Regions from separate parts of the Sparus aurata genome. Here region 2 is linked to region 1. The links are chromatin contacts, called in public Hi-C maps. All regions are on one chromosome and are shown on one strand. The core of a region is the stretch at or near the end of the contact, and the rest is flanking DNA. Distances in the headings are between cores, read along the strand shown.

Evidence for each region. Hi-C and Micro-C count contacts between places; a contact is called where the count stands out from the background.
Region 2: a Hi-C map of an unstated tissue shows a contact between it and region 1, with 14 times the contacts expected there. The contact joins the promoter of bckdhb here to the promoter of tent5aa in region 1. A contact is called at or near these places in 2 of 2 Hi-C or Micro-C datasets (skeletal muscle and an unstated tissue).

The regions. Positions count from the first base shown.
Region 1 is chr17:10,957,376-10,961,005 of fSpaAur1.1, forward strand. tent5aa (terminal nucleotidyltransferase 5Aa) reads left to right here and starts at 1,656. Exons shown (of 2, transcript XM_030395089.1): 1 at 1,656-2,997; 2 at 3,464-3,630. The coding sequence starts at 2,572.
Region 2 is chr17:11,093,196-11,096,825 of fSpaAur1.1, forward strand. It overlaps bckdhb (branched chain keto acid dehydrogenase E1 subunit beta), which reads right to left and starts at 1,900. Exons shown (of 11, transcript XM_030394830.1): 1 at 1,665-1,900; 2 at 105-182. The coding sequence starts at 1,860.

The DNA.
Region 1 (3,630 bases), core at 406-2,905:
CTTGAGACATGACCATCACCAGGAGGAGGAGGAGGAGGAGGAGGTGGTGGTTAATTCTCTGACAACCTCATCTCACTGTCTTTCACAACCCACCAACCGATGAATAACCCGTGTCACGGCGGGTAATGAGGTGACGAGTGGTATTTACACAAAACAACTCATCAGCGGAGCTCTATTCTGGAGGTGCACCATATGCATCCACCTTCTGTTGGCCCGTGACAGCTGCTTTTGATTTAGCCTCGCGCCGTGGACCGGCGGAGGGACCGGGTCCAATCCACGGCTACCGTCTCTCCCCACACCTGGGAAACACATCGACGGGGGCCGCTCCCGCTCCATTGTAACTGACTAATAGTTCCACGTATATTTCCAGATGTGGGATTCAGTTTCAGGGACCTGCGATCAACCTGTCCGACACGCGCCAAAGCAAAGCGTGAAACGAAAAGTTACATTTAAGAAACGAACCGAGGGTGAATTCCTCTAAATCACAACGCCATGCAGCAAGACTCCCCATTTCCTGCCCGAGCTCTTCATTTGCGATTTATTTTGCTGTCTGTCAGAGCTGCAAGCGTGTAATTCCAACTACATATCAGAGGCCGTGTGTGTGTGTGTGTGTGTGTGTGTCCGGTGACGGTGTGCAGAGGCAGAGCTCCTTGTGTGGGCCTTCCGAGTTAATGTAATGCAATGGAGTAAATGGGATAATCAGGGTTTAGGTACAGATCTGGGTGGCTGCAGTGACGCAGGGCTTTACGCCGCCTAATGGAGCATCCGTGACAGCTGCCACACCTTGACCCCCACGCCTCCACCCTAACCCCCTACTGACCCCAACACATGCTGCCTGAACCAGGGACTGCCCGGCGCTCGGAGCGGACTTCTGATTTCTTGATAGAAAAACTGAAATGTAAGGACACAATTGTCTTGTAAAAAATGCCTTGACAGGTGTGTGTGTGTGTGTGTGTGTGTGTGTGTGTGTGTTGTTTTTTTTTTTTTTCCCAAGCTCAGAGTGGACAGGCGTTAGAAGCTGAGGGTAGCCTATCAGCGAGGGCCTGCAGAGCTTGACCTGAAGGGGTTAGTGGTCTGGGGGTAACAGGCTTACCGGATTCCAGAGACAATGTTTCCTGTCTGCTTTAAACAGCAAAAGTACAACATCCTCGAAGGCTATTTTGGCGCACGTTTAAAGTTGATCACCGTTCGTTCTTGGGACCATTTATTTTTTTTTTTTTTAAGGGAAATAGTCCCTGAATCGGCCCACAGAGGGCGACATCCAGCCAGCTTTATACGCTGATGAATCAGTCAGACTGGAGGAAAACTTTCATATTCCATTTCATTCATGTCTTTTCCCTCTCATGATATTGATTTGTAGGAGGGCCTGACCTTCAATATGTCGTAATTTATAAATGAATTCATGCGCACTGATTATCATCTGGAGCAGAAATGTTTTAATGCAGATTTTTTTTTTTTTTTTGGGAACGAGCGCACCAAGGTCTTCAGATTAAAAAGCATTATGAATATATCACGAATGCAGTCCGGGGAGCTGCTTCACCAGAGTCTTACAGTGTTGAGCATGTTGAGCAGGGTTTTTTTTTTTTTTTTTTTTCTTTTTTTTTTCACCGAGCAGCAGACTGTCAGAGGGGGGCGGGGTGAAGCACAGCTGACATCTTCAGACTCCGGTCCTGACTGGTGCACAAGGACGCGGCGTGTCAAGTGGGCAGGTAACGGTTAACTTCTGCACAAGTGGGGGGAAAATATGTTGAACTAAACAAAAGTCGGGGGAGAGCGCGCTGGATTTCCTGAGCACATTCAAACTGTATTAACGGGATTATTTGTTGGCAAGAGGAGAGGCGAGAGGAAAAAAATTAAAAGATATGTAGGAGCCGTGCGTAAAGAAATCCACAAGATTCCTCTGAGGGGGGTTTCGATCGTCGACTGGTGCCAAAGGAGTGCGACTCGAGGAGCAGCTTATTCATGCAAATTCATAAAATCATAGGCGTGCCTTTGGGCGATGGAGTCACAGCCGGAAAAGCAAACCCCCTCTTGGATCATCAGCGACCTTCAAAGACTGATGCGCAGCGCTCGGACGCACTGACGGCGGCACCGGGGCGAATGTTTTAAAAGGACGGAGGGAGAGAAAAGAGAGGAGAAAGTTCCGACTCGTTTTCTACACGCTTCTGTTGACGGGCTTTGCGCTTCTTCCTCCACACAACCACCAGCTCGACTGCTGCGCCACCGGACCTCCAACCACAGGCGTATTGCGCAAAACTGTGACTGTAAATCACTTTTCTGCTTTCGGGGTCTTTTTTTATATATATATTTTAATTTTATTTGTTTATTTACAGCCTATTCGGACCACTTTCTTTTTTTTTCTTTTCTTTTCTTTCTTTTTTTTTTTTTTTTTTTTACACAAAGAAACCTGATCTGGATGAAGTTTTTGTCTCCCAACTATATCGAACGCGTAAAAGACGCGTCCACCGACCTGCTCATACTTTGAGAAAACAACAACAACAAGAACAAAAACGTATTTATATTGTATTTTTAATTTTTCCCGTTTTTTGAGGACTTTTTTTTTTGGTCACCATGTCAGAGGACGACAGTGGCTCCACCGCCAGCTGCGTGTCAGACGCGGAGGGCAGCAACGTGAGCGTCCTCAGCTGGGAGCAAGTGCAGCGACTGGACGCCATCCTGACGGAGACCATCCCGATCCACGGCCGGGGGAACTTCCCCACCCTGGAGATGCAGCCGCGGCAGATCGTCAAGGTGGTGCGGAGTCGGATGGAGGAGAAGCAGATCCACGTCCGGGACGTGCGGTTAAACGGCTCCGCGGCCAGCCACATTCTGCACGAGGACAGCGGACTGGGCTTTAAGGACCTTGACCTCATATTTTGCGCAGACATGAAAGGTGAAAGTGATTTCCAGACTGTGAAGGACATAGTGTTGGACTGTCTGCTGGACTTTTTACCCGACTGTGTGAATAAAGAGAAAATAACGCCGTTAACGTTAAAGGTACTTTGTTTTGAATTTGCTTTCCTCCTGCTGCTTCTTTTTGTTTAATTCTAGACAAGATTTAATTGCATTGGTGCCAATTCGGCTTATGACCCATTATGTGAAGCTTAATGAACAATTAGATTAGTTCAGTGATAGTGAAATGTTTTTTTTTTTCTTTGTAGTTAAGAGGATTGAGTTAAACCAATTTGGAGAGGATATTGAGCTCAGCCACCCAGATCCCATATCAGAGTACATCTATGGTGTTTAATATGAGGGTCAACACAATTAATAACACAAGATCCACAACACAGACACACACAGAGAGACATTTAGTTTATTGACAGTTCACCTTGTTGCACAATGCAAAATCAGGCCTGGATGTGCATGTAACTATGTCTTGATTGCTCTTTTAAGGCTGCCTACTTCATATTTCCTCTTCTCCTCCTCCTCTCTCTCACTCACACACACACACACAAACAAACAGGAAGCCTATGTGCAGAAGATGGTGAAGGTGTGTAACGACTCGGACCGCTGGAGCCTCATCTCCCTCTCCAACAACAGGGGCAAGAACGTGGAGCTGAAGTTCGTGGACTCTCTCCGGAGGCAGTTCGAGTTCAGCGTGGACTCGTTTCAGATCAAGCTGGACTCCCT
Region 2 (3,630 bases), core at 650-3,149, 140 kb after region 1:
TTGTTTTGACTAACATCAAGGACTCATGTGAAATGTTCTGTTGACTTACGGAGTTCTCACATATTTTAAGGTATTAAATTCCACTTCCTGGTTAAGCATCCTACCTGCTGTCGGATCACTGGCCAGAGTGTTGTCCAAGGCACTTGTCACTGACTGGAACAAGTTCATCTTCTGGGTAGGACCTAAAAGGTTTAGAGATCAGGAGAATCAATGTTTAAACAGGACTTGCAACACGCAACAATTCATTATTGTGCGTTTGGATTAGTAACTATACCACTTATTGCTGGGAAGAAACCACAAAGGAAACTTGGCAGTGATTCAATAAATAAAAGCAACGTGACACTCACTTCTTTGTTACTGAGAAGGAATACATGATACTAGGAGTTTCTCATTGCTGGATCCAGTGTATATGTTGGCAGGTGTTTCAGTGACAACGTCCTGGTCAAATGAACTGTAAGATACACACTGAGCTCATACCTCGTTGGGGACTGTCTTAGATTATGTCTTATGATACAGATATCATTATCTGATGTGTCATCCTGCACTTTCCATTTACAGTACACCATTCAGTGCTTTCATTTCAACAAAATGTCGACCTTGTGGATAAACTTGTTCGGCATAACTGTCCACCGGCAGCAATGTGAAACAAAGCGTTGCAGTTTACTTTTAGGTTTGAACACAGCTATTGCTCAGTGGTGCTGCTAATTGGTTCACTTACAGGTTGAGACTTCAAGAATTAGCCTAAACCTGAGTCATTTTCTACCTGGTAGTCAAGCCGACACGCAACAGCGGCAATACCTAATAAAAACACAGTTTGGTGTTAGCTATGACTAACCAGGCTTACTCCTTACAAAAGGCAGCAGATATCAGCATGGTTAGAAATCAGCTGCCACACTGTTAAAAGTCCCCCTCACTAGTCACTGTTTTGTGTCGTGGGTGTTTTGATCCTCACTGAACACTGTGAAGTAAATGCAAAGTGTGACACTAGGAGGAAGTTTTCACACTGATCAGCAGAAGGGGGGAAAGATCATCTGTGCTCACCTTCAATCTCAGCTAACACAAGACCGTAACAGCAGGATTCTGTGACATCCCAGCTACTTTGGAGCCGATCATGGTCTAATATGACACTAAAGCACAATATGGAAACTTTACAAGCCTTCATATACGGTGCATCAACTGGAGGTACATGTTTCAGTGAAGTAGAAGAAATTTTGTGCCTAACAGTTGGACTTTTAAGTTGGACATTTTGAGTTAACATGTCCTCTTTTTTGTTTTGTTGTTTTACAATGAGGGAGTATGAGTAGGTGTAAAATAAGGAATTTTCAACAAAGCGCTTGAAGTTTCTAGTGAAAAACACTTCGACACACATTATTGTTAATATGTTTTTGTTATTCCAAGCACAGCATTTCTACATGTCCTTACTGTGTATCGAGGGGACCTTTAAATATTCAGGTACAAAGACGTCCAACCTGACCCGACTGTGCAGTTCAATGGCTGACACAGGACAATGAATGGAAAGGCAACAAATAATAAAAGATGTTCATTTCGGATAGCCGTGAACTCTTCTCAGTGTCTAATTCACAGCTAACCTATGGACACTTTCACTGCCTCACAAGCCTCTTCTGTGAACGCAGCTAACGTTAGCCGGCTAGCCTGCCACTCACCATATTGTGTCGGTACGGGGTCAGGCTGGAAGGTAAAGTGCGACGCATGTCTCCGTTGTGTCTTGGTGCGGGAGTTGCAGCTCGGCGACAACTTCAGCAGAGTGACGCCAAACGAGCTCTGAGCCCCGGTGCCGATGCCGGAGATGGAAAGTTTCGAGTTTGCACCTCGGATCAGGAATCGTGCAGCAGCCGCCATCACTGTTGTTATGGCTGACCAGGAAGGGCAAGATGAATCATAGCGCGAAGATCGCCTATTTTAGAGAAGACAGCCTCACTCAGTGGGGAGAATCTGGGTCTTTGCTAGCCAATCCAGATGGAGTCCCGTCCCACAACCGATACTGGGTTTCTCTATCAGTGTCCTAAATCAATTAACAGGCATTTTCGTTAATATTTCAGCCACTTTTATGTTTATTTTATTTATGTGTTTGTGCTGAAGAAGCATGACTTTAGATACGTAGAAAAACCCCACTCCATCTTGCAGAAGGTTAAAAAGGTAAAGTAGTGACTAGCTTAAAAATTAAAGGAACGTCGGCTCTCTGTGGTAACCGGGAATAGTGTCAGAGTGAGACCTCCTGTTTCTTTCTCTCCATGCCAACATCCATGAGCCGATCCAGGGTTCTGATTGGTTAAAAAGGAGGGCGGTGCGCCTGGTGCAGAGTGTGGAGAGGTCTTGCCATCCCAGCCTTAAGTCACAGTGACAGTATCCTCCATCCGTACGGTCATGTAGCCGAATACTTTGTTTTCCTAGGAAAGCGAAGGCATGACCTGCCCTACTTTATTTCATAGTATAACAAATGATAAAGAATAATCAATGAATCAGAAGATGTGTCAAACTTTTGACTGGGTCTGTACATAAATATAAACACTTGTTATAACACTGTTCTGTGCTGGACTCCTCTGGATGTGCCACAGATCCATCTTTACTAACTTGTAGGCTAACCTTTTTACCTTATCCTACAGTATTTGATTGCCATGGATGGACAGCACTTGGAAAGACACCACAGGCCTACTTGAAGAGCTTTTAAAATGTCATTTCACATTCAGATGTGATCAGTAGTTTAGGGCTCTAAAATTGGCTTTACATCCCCTTATCCGTTTTTTCTTGGTGCATATAGTTCATGTTCCTCTGTTGTAAAATGATTGCAAAAGAATAGCGGTTTACCTTGTGGAAAACAGAACTATAACAATTAAAAGGGAAACTATATTATATCAGACTTGGTATGACCAAAAAAAATTTACTGATCAGATTGATGATCATGGCTGCTTCTTGCATTTTACCACCTTTGGTGAAAAGTTTGCTATAAGATGCACCTATAGGGAATTCAATATGTAAAGCAATACCATACACTTCCACTCATTTGAATAAACAAAAAGTTCTTACAGTTTGACAGATTAGACAATGCTCATCAGTGATACTAAGTGTAATAAGACACTTTTCACTAACACTTTTTATCATCATATGGCACTTTGTCAAAGAGTATATGACAAAAAAAAAACCTCAGATAATTACACTTTTTAATGGTCAATTTCTCTCTAGGCTAAAGGATTATAAATAAAATCATTAGATATTTTCCCATAGAATAGAATGGATTTGGGTTTGAGGTTGACCTCAAGAACCAGCTATTGAACGTCTGGGCACATCTGCAGCCAGAGCAAGAGCCTTCTGTAAGACACACTCAGGCCATGTAGGGAGTCGGGCAATCTGTGCTGCTGCTGCCTGAGCTCTAATCTTTTAAGAGTTAGGAGAGTTCTGATCTGTATCACAGTCATCCGTCAGGCTCTTCAAATAAATTGCAATGTGACGGATTACTTTTTTCTGTTAGCCCTTCCTTGTCCTTACAGTCAGCAGTTTGTGGACTGAAGACACAAACTGTTTGTTCACAGTCTACAGTCTTGAACCTCGGGTGAACAGCCTCTCAGCACTTTGTAGTAAGGGGTCAGTTTTAGAGTTTAAAACAAACTAAGA